3 separate regions of the Sus scrofa genome follow, and regions 1 and 2 are each linked to region 3. A link is a contact called in public Hi-C and HiChIP or PLAC-seq data. All regions are on one chromosome and are shown on one strand. The core of a region is the stretch at or near the end of the contact, and the rest is flanking DNA. Distances in the headings are between cores, read along the strand shown. Region 1 has its middle 130 kb from the start of KCNMB2. Region 2 has its middle 180 kb from the start of KCNMB2. Region 3 overlaps LOC106505748 (a long non-coding RNA gene).

The links. Hi-C and Micro-C count contacts between places; a contact is called where the count stands out from the background. HiChIP or PLAC-seq counts read pairs in DNA pulled down with a chosen protein or histone mark.
Region 1: a contact with region 3 is called in an H3K27ac HiChIP or PLAC-seq map of skeletal muscle, with 9 times the contacts expected there. The contact joins two enhancer-like sites. A contact is called at or near these places in 5 of 47 Hi-C or Micro-C datasets (embryonic fibroblasts, fetal heart ventricle, fetal skeletal muscle and 1 more) and 1 of 2 datasets of contacts at active chromatin or transcription factors (skeletal muscle).
Region 2: a Hi-C map of skeletal muscle shows a contact between it and region 3, with 4 times the contacts expected there. The contact joins two enhancer-like sites. A contact is called at or near these places in 20 of 47 Hi-C or Micro-C datasets (adipocytes, alveolar macrophages, brain and 12 more) and 2 of 2 datasets of contacts at active chromatin or transcription factors (alveolar macrophages and skeletal muscle).

The regions. Positions count from the first base shown.
Region 1 is chr13:116,612,753-116,617,291 of Sscrofa11.1, reverse strand. No RefSeq gene overlaps it. Among named protein-coding and RNA genes, the nearest start is that of KCNMB2, 130 kb to the left of the region's middle. Within about 2 kb of position 2,146, at least 2 of the 83 cell types and tissues checked have an H3K27ac peak or open chromatin away from gene starts, as enhancers often do. A contact at or near this core is called in skeletal muscle, where this site is marked.
Region 2 is chr13:116,565,493-116,569,943 of Sscrofa11.1, reverse strand. No RefSeq gene overlaps it. Among named protein-coding and RNA genes, the nearest start is that of KCNMB2, 180 kb to the left of the region's middle. Within about 2 kb of position 2,218, at least 4 of the 83 cell types and tissues checked have an H3K27ac peak or open chromatin away from gene starts, as enhancers often do. A contact at or near this core is called in fetal skeletal muscle and skeletal muscle, where this site is marked.
Region 3 is chr13:115,622,320-115,627,132 of Sscrofa11.1, reverse strand. The region is part of intron 1 of LOC106505748 (a long non-coding RNA gene); the gene reads right to left. Among named protein-coding and RNA genes, the nearest start is that of TBL1XR1, 140 kb to the right of the region's middle. Within about 2 kb of position 2,377, at least 77 of the 83 cell types and tissues checked have an H3K27ac peak or open chromatin away from gene starts, as enhancers often do. A contact at or near this core is called in fetal skeletal muscle and skeletal muscle, where this site is marked.

The sequences.
Region 1 (4,539 bases), core at 897-3,396, 990 kb before region 3:
ATCTTCAGAGGATACACAGGATGATTTGTCAAGGAGGAGATAAGATGAGAATAAAGGAAGGCACTACAAGTATGAGTGTTCTCAATACCAGTGTACAGGTAGACAGGTGGTAAAGCAGAGGCTAGAGGTAAAGGAAGGGTGACGATAACTGACTTAAATATTAGGCAATATGTTTTATGAATTGTGTGGAGAGGTAAGCTTTTTGTCACATCTTCCTACATGTCAGACTTTCCTCAAGTCCTCCAAGTGCCCTACCAGTGATAGTTAGGAGTTATATCTGAAGGTAAAGCATTAAGGGATTGATACTTAAAAAACGTTAAGGGATGGTGTCTCAACATATGGAACTGCAGCTACTCATCTGGAAGGCTCTTATTGTTGGGGATGTCAGGTGGGGGATGGAGATGTGTTTTCAAATGCCCCTTTAAGTGATCCAAAGTGATGGCAGACATGCTGGTAGAGGTGTTTCACCTATATTTGCACATGTGGTTGAACTGGTTTGTTGGCTCTCCATCTGATGGCTGTGGCTCAGGGTGTGCACTAGTTAGCACAGTAGTTGCACCATTAATTTCAGATTAGGCCATTTTAAATAGAAGGAAGGAAAGGAAAGAGAGAGTGGGAGAGAGAGGGAGGGAGGAAGGGATGGGAGAAAGGGATGGAAGGTAGGAAGGAGTGGAGAAATCCTCAGTGACAGATTCAAGAGGAGATCTGGAATTTGTGTGAGGCAAATGAGACATCTTTGTCTAGAAAAGGCAAGGGCATGGGATGGCTAATTTCACCTAAGGAAAGAAACTCCATAAATATATCAAAATATGTAGAAGCAAATTTATTATAGTATCCTTTAAAACAGGAAATTATTGGAAATCACATAAATACTTGATGAAAATAATGTATTCCTACATTGTGATCTTTAATGAATGCTATTTCATTTTATTCTTTTATGTACATCTAATTTTTTCCCTTAGGATAAATTTCTAGAAAGAAAATTTCTGTCAAAGGATATACACATATTAATTGATCCAATATATTTTGCAATCTGCATGCTAGAAATGTTTTTAAACATTTAAATTAATTGTTTAAGTGATTGATATTTTTAAAATTATAATCCCACCTGCAAAATAGGAACATTTCTATTTCTTCACCTTTTGGATATTAGGTATTATCCTTTTTTTCTCCATTCTAATAGATAACTCAGATTTTATTGCCTTTATAATTTTGGTTTATTTTGTTATTAATGGGCCTAAACATTTAAAATGCATACAGGCCATTTTTATTTCTTCCTTACAAGTACTTCTTCATGTCCTAGGGCTACTTGGTGGGGGAGGGGCTATGTTTTTCTCTTTTTCATATTCATTTTAAGAGCTATTTGTATATTTACCTTAAGTATGTTGCAAATACTTTTCCTAGTGTATGTTTGCATTTAATTATTTTTCCTTTGTTGTTATGTGGGGTGTTCTAATTTTTAGATAATTGCATTTATCAGTCTTTTACTTTGGTTTCTGCTTTTGGAGTCATGCCTAGAAAGACTTTGCCTACAATGGTGTCATCATTTAAAATGAAAATGTATTTTCTCCTACTATCAGTATAGTTTAATCTCTTTATATATCTTGGTAAAATATATAATGAGAAAAAGCAGGAATCTAACTTTTTTTCCCAAAGAGTTAACCAGTTTTCCCAATACCACTTATTGGGGTACCTCTTTATCACATACTTCTAAATTTTCCCATATACTTCTATTTCAGATTAGTCTGTTCTTATACTTTGTATTGCACTGTCCAAATATTATAGTTCTAAGCTATACTTATATCTGAGAGATAATATTTTATCTTACCCCATCACCCATTTATATTTTTTCCACTGTAATGTTAAGTTATCCAATTATAGGAAGAACCTAAAATGCTAAAAAAAAAAACAAAAAACAAACAAAAAAAAACTTCAACAGATCAGTAAAAAAGATCTTAGTGTTAAAGAACTAACTCTTGTAAGGAGAAGCAGGAGTATTAAAGTTTTTTGGATTATTCCAAAAAGGATAAAGATTATCTAGAAGAGGAATCCAATTCTGATTCATCTTCAGATTCTCTATACTCTGTTGATCCAGTTAATCCTATAACAACTGCTGCTTGAACAGAGTTGGAAAGCAATTTGATAGCCTCCATAAACGGCCTTGTAATATTCAGGACCAAAATAACTACTCGCTGACCAGACATTCAATTAAAATAGGTCACATTCACATAAACGATGCATACTTGGCCATAAGATACTCAAAACATGTATCTCATGGCCAAACAGTGGTAATGAACTCTTTCTGTCTAAAAAGCAGTGTGCCTTCAGTGACCACATTGTACCTAATTTTAAGGAGCTTTAGGCCTGCACCTGGGGATACACCATTGATACCTTTATTTGTTCAGAGTGAAACTTGTGGCACAAGTAGAAGAATTAGACTTTTAAAAGACATTTCCGAGACTTAGACTCCGCTGGGAACTTAAGGAACTAAAGACACCTCCTCTACCCTTAATCCCCCAAAGTGAGCATATTTATTGCTTCCCATGCACCCACCTTTTCATAATATTATCAGTAAAAATTCCCAATATAGATAATAAAGCATAATTTTAAAGCTACAAAATGCTGATCTTATGACTTTCAATATAAAAAGAATCAATAAGATTGATTCTTCCAAAGCCACTATCACTGTTATCTCAGATTAATAGATTTAATCTAACTTTATACAAGAGCTGAAAGCCTCCCCCCTTATGATATCACTAATAAGATGGTAATTCAACTTCTATTTGAGTATTTTCAGAGTCAGGGTGCTCAAACTTTTCTAAGGCAGCCAATTCTGCTCCTTATTTTCATCACATCAAAATATTTCTCCCTGTAACTTCTTTGGTTCTGTCCTCTAGAGCCCAGTAGCACACATCTACCCTCTTTTTGACAAGTCAGCTCTTAAAATGTTTGAAGAAATCAAGTGCCTATAAGATCTCCAAACTGCCTGTTCTTATTCCTACAACTGCTCCTCCCATGATGCTATTCTCACAACCTTCCTGGTTCCCCTGCTGGTTTATCAGAACCTGGGACTCCAAACTGAATGCAAATTCTGAGTTAGATTCAATTAACATAGAGTGTAGCAAGAGGAGTCATTTAAAAAATAGGATAGATTTGTATTCTCAGTGGCCAACACAGAGCTCAACATGTGCATAGTAGGTGGTTTTTAATACTTGATTGTACAAATGAACAAGACACTTGATCCTTTTTTTTTTTCCCCAAATATCTTATTTTCTTCCCAGAAAATGAAATTCTTTTGCACGTATGTCCCTGTTCCTTGAAGTATGTAAGAAAAATCATCCTAGGGCAGGTTAAATAAAGTTTAAGCTTAAATTTTGTTTATGTAGCTTCAAGTGCTATACACGTTTTATTTAATTTTTATCTTGTTTATAGTTGTAGGACCTAAAACAGAGGTTTGGTTTGTGGCAGCTCTATAGATGTCATGAAGGAAGATTTCATGTGGAAATTTCCTGTGATATCCCAGGGTACAAACATAGGTCTTTTTGAACATGCTTATGTGAGAGGATGTGCTTCTTTGTTTGATGTCCTGGCCATTTGTTTCTCAGCTGCAGGTTGCCTTTGTTAGTGTTTCTGCTGTTGCCAGAGGCATTTCTGTTGAACCTGGCATCTGTTAGTGTACATTCTCCAAGACTGAAAGCTAATTTAGGCTTTCTAGTGTGTAAAGACCTGCTAGCTCTTTCCTCTCCTGATTTTATTTTGACCCGATTTGTCTGTGTAGAGGACGTTTTTTACCTCCCCCCCCCAAACAATTTATTTTTTTCTAGTGAATTTTTCCCTCTGGAATCTGACCTTGTACATCTGTGCATGAGTTTTATTAGGGAAGCTTTCTATTTTTGCTGTATGACTTCCCCAGTTCTCCTCTGCTGTCTTCCCCATATCCCACCTTAACTTCTTGGTCTAATTTTTAAAATAAATTTTTCTTTGTCCATAACTGAGAATTGGATCTCTGCCTTTCACTCTCTCATAACTACCCATAAAGCATATTGTGGGCTATTCCAGGGTGGGATGGGACCCTTCCCTAGGAAGTGAGAAGAATTAGCTGCAGTTTAAAAGAACACCTGATGATCTCAAAATTTCTATATGTAAATGTTTAGAGTGATGGTAAGAGGATGATCGGAAATGGAATATCCACAACCCACAGGGTAACTCATTAGTGTCTTATCACACAGAGTGAGGTAAAGGAAAAAAAGTGTATTAGTTTTAACACATCTTAACTGAACCCACAGACAATTTTTTTGTGCATCAGCTGAAATCTTTTAGAATTGCACTGACCCCTAAAAGGTGACAGTCGCATATGAAAAGTAAGTCTTAAAATGAGGAAATGTCATGCTAATGTTGTTTTCTTTTTCCTTATGTGAGTATAATTAATCTGTTCCACACAAGCAGCATTTCCAACCTTGTCAGAATGGGGCTTTGAGTTTTTGTGCAAAAGTGAAAGAGTTTAGTAAACTTGAACTCCAAGTGATGATAATATTAAGC
Region 2 (4,451 bases), core at 969-3,468, 940 kb before region 3:
CCATTTTTGAAACTCTAACTACCCCAGAAAATGCCTTTAACCCTTGACCAAAAAGGAACAGAGTTATAAATGAAAAAAAGGAATATAGTGGGCATTGTACTCTCCTTCCTAATCTGCCATATTTGAAGCCCTTTCTTTGTATTTTCTTTTCCCCTCAGAGATTCATTCTCTTTTTCCTTTTGGCTGCACCTGTGGCATGCAGAAGTTCCCAGGTCCAGGATTGAACCCTAGCCACAGCAGTGATAATGCCAAATCCTTGAACACTAGACCACCAGGGAACTCCTAGAGATTCATACTTTTTAATTGCAAAGGACTTCTGTCAGAAATGAGATGGCTTGGTTTGGAGTTTAATGAGAAGCTAATACCACCAAAGCAATCACTTTGCAAACTAACAAAACCTATATTTATATTTTGAAATATTTTCTTATATTTTGTTTCATTTTAGAGGATAAGGTAGATACAAACAGCAATGCTTTCTCTATGCTTAAGAATTGAATAACATATATAAAAAATAACAAAATGCATTAATTCTAGCTATGAATTGACCCTTAATATTCGCAAAGAAGGGATCTGTGTAGCCTCCTAATTACAATGAGCTGAGGAGTCTGCTATTTAGTAAAGTGAGTTAAATATGTATATATCACATCAAGCACCAAAATCATATATGTTATATCTTTTCACATATATCCTCATTGTTTAATTAACAAAAATATAAAATTTTGAAGTTTGGAAATAAATGGTATGAAATCCATTTTATAGGTCCTGAAATTATACTGTTTATGTAATCTGATGAAAGCTTATGTATCTTGACAACTAAAAAACATATAATTCTGTTTAAATTTCCTCTCATTCTCAGTACTTCTAGCCTTTAACGCTATGCTTTTGGCATAAAATTTTTATTTTGTGATTACAAACTCATTGCTTTAACTTCATGTTTCAAAGTGTGTTTTTTGGGGAAAAACTCTAGTTATAAGAGTATCCCTTTTTTCACAGTTTCTATGCCAATCTCACTTTGACATTTACTTAAAGTCATTGTTCAGGTATCAGGATCATGTTCACTGATTTTTCTGCTTTTCTTGCATTATCTGGGGAAAGGGAATATTTGGCAGAGATTTGCTGCACTCCTCTGTTCCTAGTGGAGACTAAATAGAAGAAAACTGATTCCTTTGGCTTCAGAATCTCTAGGCCTGCTTCAGATTCTTATTTAGATATAAACACTCATGGCTTTCAGAGATCCAAAGAATCTTAGATACCAAGGCACTGAGAGATTATAAAAATCTTTTCTGGATGCCACAGTCTCTACTCCAAAAATCAGAATGAAAAATTATCATCAGCACCAATGTAAACTCCCTATACTCTTGGCCCCCATGATGTGTAGCATTTTAGAGCATTTAACTTCTGTAGGAGAAAAATTTATAGTCATATCAAGGCATTTGGCTGAAATTCAGTGACAATATCCTCAAATTATGAGCCCAAGTATCAAGAAACGCACAAAAAAGAGGACATTTACTAGCTACCACATATGCTTTCACTTAATCTTCACAGCTCCACAAGGCAAATAGACATCGGGATCCTTGTTTTAGAGAGGGGGAATTGGATTCAGAGATGAGAAGCAGTTCTCTCCAATACACAAAAAAGATCACTCTGATTGGCTTTTGTTGCATGTTTGCTCATTAACTGCAGAGTCTTCAAATGTTTCTGAACCAATTCTGTTTGAGTTTTATTTCCCTAATGATCTTCACCTTTTTACGCATTTTTGAAAGATTACAGTTGTTGTTTTATTAAAGTCATTTAAAACTTAGCCATGATCTCTTCCTCCTCCTGGAGAACTTTGACAATAGAGGCAGGATCAGATGCCAAGTAATTAAAGCAGGTCAGAGCTACATCCCTTCAGCAGGTGACTATTGTCAATAACAGCAGTATGGGGGACCAATTTGTCTACTGCTTGTTTCAGCCATTTAGGAGCATTTGGCTTGATCCATAAGCAATAGACAAAAGGATCATTCAGTTTAATTGGATCTATACACTGTGCATTCTTTTTAAAACAGCATACATTGTTTGGTGTCTAATGTGAAGGGAAACAGGAAAGACTGCTGCAAAATGGAAATGCAGTAATTTGCCTCCCTTCTGAAATACTGAGAGAGAAATGAGACTGTGCCTATAACACAGTCATACTCCTTGGAAGAAAGCTGCTATATATTCTCAAACGTTCTTTTCCTGCTTAGTCACAGCTGTCATTACTGGAAATAGAACAGGATTTAAGCCTTAAGATCTAACCCTGAGTCCTGTCTCTGCCTTAAATTACTTGAGACTTTGAGCAAATTATTTAACCTTTCTCAATTTTTGTTTCTATGTCTTTGAAATTGATATTTTAATATTGACTTAATAGGGTAATTTTGAGGATTAACTGACCAAAAGCACATGAACATGAATGGTAAGCCCTAAAAGTATACAAGTAGTAGTTATTTTACATTCGAATAACACTAGAAATTTAATATTATATTAATATAGCAATATACCAATGGTTCCCAAAGTTTCACACAGAAATCTAATGCCACAGATATTCTCTGAAAAGTGAGGTTTAGGTTTTTTTGGTACATTTATTAATTCCAAAACAGTCGCTGAGCCTTGCTAGTTGCTCTTCTTGGTCAATAATGAAATACAGCTCATAATTCTGTTTTGCGAGGCTCACAGTTGTACAACATGTCTTACTATATCTCTTTGTACTCAATTCAAATTGCAGAATATGTGCGGCCTTTGCTGAATGCTTCCTGGCTAACCTTCTATCCAGTTTATTCTTTTCATTCTGCTCTCTTCAACCTCATCCTACACACGGCACATTTCTCCTCTGGGTGTACCCACACAGTGTAAGCGATAATAAAGGAAATGAAACAATCTGTTTTTTTCCCAGTCTTGGAAAAAATAAGTTAAAGGAACATGTAAAGCTATATTCTATTGATTTTTTTAAAATTCCAAACAGTCTCAATTTATTGCTCGATTCTTTTTTTTATTCTTTTATATTTTTTTAATTAAAAAAATTTTTTTTTCTTTTTTTTTAGGACCACACCGCGGCATATGGAGGTTCCCAGGCTAGGGGTCGAATCCGAGCTGTTACTGCTGGCCTACGCCACAGCAACACCAGATCCGAGTCACATTTGTGGCCTACACCACAGCTCATGGCAACTCTAGCTCCTTAACCCACTAAACAAGGCCAGGGATCGAACCCGCAACCTCATGGTTCCTAGTCGGATTTGTTTCTGCTGCACCTTGACGGGAACTCCTCGATTCTTTTTTTTTTTTTTTAATAGCATTTTCAATAATTGTCTCTGATAGCTCATAGGAGACTTTTCCAGCTTCCTTTATTTTCCCAAATACCTTCAATCTAAAGTCTTTATTTACATCATGAGTCTGAAACTTATCTATCATCTGGGTAAAGATCTTTTTCCCTTTTGAAAAACATCTGCCTGCTTCTGAAACTAACCTGGCAAGTGTTTTAGAGGTGGAAGACAAAGTGTGAAGGCTAGAAAAGATGTTTTTTTTTTTTGTTTTGTTTTGTTTGTATGATAAAACTTTTTTTTTTTTTTTTTTTTTTTAATTTTCCCACTGTACAGCAAGGGGGTCAGGTTATCCTTACACTTCTGACCTTGGGGTAATGGTCATGCTAAATTTTGAGCCTCTGTATACTAAACATTTCATGTGGTTTTATCTCAATCTTCACAACAAGCCCATAAAGTAGGTATAACAATCACTCCTTTCATATGAAAAAGGGATCCGAAGCTCAAAGAGGTTAGGTATCTTGTCCAGAGTCATGCAGTTTAGCTGGGGTTGAACCCAGGCAATTTGAGTCTAGAGCAAATACTATTGGAAGATAGTGCTAAGATTTTTCAGATGCAAGGATATCAACAGAGAAACCCACGAGTATACTTAGAGGTGGCATTAGTGAATATAGGGTTGAGAACCATTCTGGATTACATTTCCAACTCTGGCATTCAAAGCCTGCAATGGTTCTGAAAAACTACAATGGAGTAACTTACCTCTACCATAGGATTTGAGGGAAGAGTAATATGAGATACATCAGCTAGCACATAAGGGAGAATTAGTAGAGTGATTGGCCTATAATGGGCACCCTGTAAGTGTGTAGGGCAAAAAAGGGAGATTCATGTGTTTTCTTTGTCATCTAACTCTCAGGTTAGAAAGTAAGATCTTTTCTTCTTTTGGACATTTTTTGGGATCAAGCTCTAGTGCCCCTTTGGAATCATTGGGATGTTGGGAAAGAGCCTGCCCTGTAGAAGATGACAATAAGGTTGGCAATCTCCATAAAAAAAGCCACAATCACCATGATGGATTTTTCCCTTTTGCCTAAAAGATTTGATACTTGTAAAATATAGATTCTTCTGGGTTGAGTAGTAGTGGATGCTGTTGTCTGTGATTTAAATTTTAGCATCAACTGA
Region 3 (4,813 bases), core at 1,128-3,627:
CAGTGCTACTCAAAGTGCAACCCAGATCTAAGAACTGTTTGCTACATTCCAAATGAGATGCATATAGCAACTGATAATGACATTTAGAAACATGTATAGTAGTTTGACAGTAATTTTGCGAATATAATTTTCTGACTCTAGTAATAAGAAAATTGTGATTGTATTATTGGACTTTTGCAATTTATTTCTCTAATTTTTTTAAACATTAGTGAGCAATGGGTTAGAAATCTTGCCCACAGATATTTTAACCATTGCTGTGGTCTTTTCATCAAGGTAAAGGGTCTATGTGAAGATGCTGTCTTTTCTAAATCAAATTAGGGCTTGATAAATGATGTTAATCTCGGGAATTTTCACATTACTATCTGAAAAGACACAGCCTGTAGTTAAAATGCACCCAATTCTAAACAGCTGACAGATATTTAGCAGTAAAGGCCTGGAAGCTGACCTCTTTTCCCTAGAGGAACTGGGAACTATCATGTCATTCCTGCAAGGCCCATTACGCCACCAAACTTCCTGAAGGGGCATCTGTGAGATGAGCAACCAGATGCCATAGGTCACACAGAGTTCCTCTCCCTGCCCCCCTGCCCCAGCACACAAGGACCAACCCAGCAAAGGCCCTCAGCTCTGAGCAGAGAGCATGCTCTCCAGCTGTTGTTTCTGTATCTGCCTCTGGGAACATACCAAGCTTCTCTAGGACCAAGAATCCTGCTTCTTGGTCTCCCCAGCTTAGTTCCATTGCACTAAATTTTCTCCTCTCCCTGGCCAGCATAGGCTCCTTGCTCATCAAAGGTGTCAGGCACCTAGTTCTGGAGCTTTAACAGCTGACAACCAGCTTCCTGTCCTGGAGCTTCTGCCCAAGTGGTCCTGTGACCTTTGTTCTCCCTGCTTAGGTAGAAGCTCCAGGTTAGGAAGTTAGTGGCCAGCTATCAAAGCTCAACATCTAGAATGAGATGGCTGATATCCTTATATAGTAAAGACCGCTACATGGGTCACATACGAAGAAGAGGCTTGGGCACAGGCCAGAGGAACAACAGGCAAGAAAAGAGAAGTGCTTAGATATTTGAGAGACTCCTCATCTTAACTACCAAAGGAACAAACTCTCTGGTCTGCACAGTCTTCTCTAAGGAACTAAGGGAAAGCCCCTAAGTCAACAGTGCACTGGTTGGTGATGCACCCCACTCTCCCAACCCCCTTTAGCAGCTTCTAGCTTCACAGAACAAAACCTACTGAACCACCTTGGAAGGATGGTACACTGGACCTTGTCAGCTGCCTGCACCTCAGAAATTTCCAGGGTAAAACTGGAGGTGGGGTAGGAGGGTTGTTGGGCAGGCTTGCAAAGGTGATTTTAGAAGTGCAAACCTGGTGGGGAATTTTTCCTCAGACCACCTGGAGGGAAGTGGTTACAACTGACTACAAATTCTCCTGAAATGATCAAGTACATAGAGGGAAGGTGTTACATTGTTGAGAAACATGGCTGCTTTGCTTTCTTCTGGGGAGCCCTAGAGACTTTTATATCAATCCCTGATCTCTCCCAGCCTTAGGTACAGAGGATGAGATCAGGCCAGTGAAGAAAGGCACTCCCCTTGCGATCTTCCAGGTAGCCACCAGTTTCCCACTGAGTGTATTTTTTGCAATTTAAGATAATGGGAGATTTTCAATGAGATCAGCCTTGTGTGTGTAAAAAAAAACCATATAGCCTGTTTGGCCAAACTTAAAAGGTACCATGTTGTGGAAGTTACTGAGTTTTACATATTTTAACTGAAGGGGGCGGGGTGTTTGTATTAACAGAACAAAAGTGCAGTAATCTATACAATCAGTTATTTAAAGCCATTACAAGTACCATTACAGCAGGAGAGAAGGAAGAAAATATCTAAAATATATAAAATTACTTTAAAAACTCATTCTAGAAAAGGAAATGCCAGAGGAGGAAGATAAGGAGTCTTAATTAACAAAAAAATTCATCTATTTCTCTCCTTCAAAACGAGACACTCTTCAAGGCAATTTGCTTGGAGAGCAGTTTAGCACCATAAATCTGGGATTTTTTTTATGTGTGTGTTTGCTCCGCAAGAGGCTTAAGAAAAACACAGCAACCAAACCACCCAAGCCAGCCCTGGAGGGAAAAAGAAGACCTAATCACCCGTGATGGCGATTACATAATAGAGACTCACACACAAACCCCAAGAGTCTCAAAAGAGTCAGCCTTTGGCTTCCTGTCATAAAACATGCCTTTTTTTCCTTTGGGAGGATCACTAAAAATGCTTCTTAAAGACCAAGTGGATGTCTTTGGTAGAAATAGAGGTCACTTAGTAATGATTTATAGGTGCACCCCCAGCCAAAATAAAGCATGTATTGATATCTAAAGTGCATCTGCATTTAGTGCAGCAAAAGCACATACTCTGTTTCTAATCGGTGCCCTGAAGATGCTCCCCCAGGAGGAAAAGGCCTGGCTTGGAGAGCCGCCCCTCCCGAGGCCCACAACCCGGGCCCTTCCTTAGGCAGCCAGAGTGCTCCTCTCTTAGATAATGCCAGGTACTCTGGAAAGTAGCCTTGTAATAATACACAAACCCCTGATGATGTCAGCGTGTTATTGACTTTCCAAGTCTGAATGACTGAGCAGAGAAGCGGGGGTGGGGCGCGATCCATCCGGCAGCGCGGGGACCGGCCAAGCGAAAATGAGCTCGCGGGCTGGACTGGGGGAGGGGCGGCAGCGGCTCAGCGCTCAGGCTCTCTGGCTCCGCAGCGGCGTCGGGGTCTCTGCAGCCCAGCCCCATCGTGGCTCCCAACTCTAGTTCCTTCACTATTTATGTTTGGTCAAACACCCCTCTGGCAAAAATTACTCAGGCCGCAATCCCCTGCCCCTACCCCTACCCCAAGCTTTAGTCACGTGGCCGAGCCTGATTACCAAGCGAGGAGCAGAGGGCAAGAAAGAAGATTCCTGCCCCCTCCCCCACTCTGTACTGGAGCCTTCCTCCCCCGCTGCAGTGAATTCGCAGATTCGAGGGTCGCCAGCTGCGGAGTATTTCCCTCTACCGGATACCCCCTTGGAAACTGCACCTCAGCGATGGTGACATTTTATAGGACATGTCTGGCTTCCTTTATGGCGCTGGAATTGCAGGTGTAGGGTGGTAGGTTCCCGCTTTCACCCTGCAAATTGACCAAAGGGCGGTCTGTAATCTTCAAGGCTAGGTGTGAATCGGGCAAGGTTGCCCTTAAATGGAATTGCGTTCAGAGGCTGAGATCTGGAGAGGAGCACTCCCAGCTGGGGCGTGGCCTTCCCCACTGGGCCTAGGCCTTCTTTTCTGGCCCCGCAGCTTCTGCCTGCTCTCCTTCCCCCGCATCCCCTCGCCCACCTGCCTTAGCAGGCGCAACTCTGGGACTAGGCACCCAGACCTCTACCCGCTGGCGCAGCTCCCTTCCTCCCTCTCCTAGACCTGTTGAAACCTTCCTAGACAGCCCAGGGACGACGCAGAATTTCAGCCTTAAATCCCAGGGACGGACTGATCCTCCTCGGAACTCCTGCCACCCTCTCCTCCGCCCCCTACACACAAACCCAAGGAGTTCTTTGTGGGAGCCCCCTGCGGGGCACACCGCACACTGGCTGTGCGCTGCCTGATTCCCAGTCCTGTTCTGACCCTTATTAGCTGTTTAAGTATGGACAGAGTGCTTAACCTCTCTGTATCCCTCATCTGTAAAAACGGGGTAGCTGTAATCCCTACAGTCACTGTTTTGAGGATTAAATGAAAGCTGGATTTCGTAAGGGACACCCGCCTTCAAATATTCCAGTTTTTGCCCTCAGTAGTGTTACTTGTCAGGCCAGAGTCGCTGTGATGGTTCTGAAAAAGCGGTCGGCTTAAGTGCTGGCCCTGTACCCCCTACTCACTCTCCCCGCTTTGTGGAGCCCGGTGCCTCCCTGATCTCTCTCTCCCCCGCTCCCTCTCTCCCCGTCTCCCCCTCTCCCTCTCTCTCTCTCTCCCTCTCTCCCCCTCCCTTTCTCCCCCCTCTCCTCTCGCTGGTCTCACATATCCCTGAGAAGAGCTCTCTTGCTGCCTTTACTACTGGTGCAAGTGGGGGCAGGGCAAGGAATGTGCCTCTGACCTAAACTGGATTATTCCCAGCCCTTTCCCAAATCCTCTCCTCCCCCACTTCGCCACGTGGGATTGGTCCAGAAGTGAAGAGCTGACACTTTTAGTCCAATAAGAAGTCTTAGAGAATTTTGAAACTGGAAGTGAAAAAAATTTCTCCTCAGGCCTAAAGCTGCAAGATGTTATTCAGTTAGGAACCTTCTCTATGACCGTGTTTCCCGTCAGGTGGAGGAAAGGCCAATCTGAAGAGAGAGATAGGGGTAGAGGTAGAGATAGAGAGATAGAGCCGGGCTGGGAGAACGCAGCTGAGAGGCCAAGAAAGGTCTGATGTTGGCATTGCTACCTTCCTGTGTCCCTGATACAGTCCCACTTACCCAAGGTTCCTTGGGACAGCCCAGTATTTTTTACAACGAATTTCTATTGTTCGACTTAGTTTACATTTTTATTGCTTGCAACCAAAAATATCCTAATAATACACCAGCACGGCCCTTACTGGTCTAATTTGTACAGTATCTTAGTTGAGCTCGAGACTAGCTCCCCACCTCTACCATAAACCACACTCAGGGAAAGAAATGTTTTGTCCCCACCCCCACCCCAGCCCAGTGCCTCACAACAAGCTGCTCCATAAATGCTCTTCACATTGAATTGAGCAAGGTATCAGTGGACAGTAAGTGCCTTCGCGGCTGTTGGGGGGGGGGGGGCTTCCACTGGTTCCTTTACCTATTGCTGCA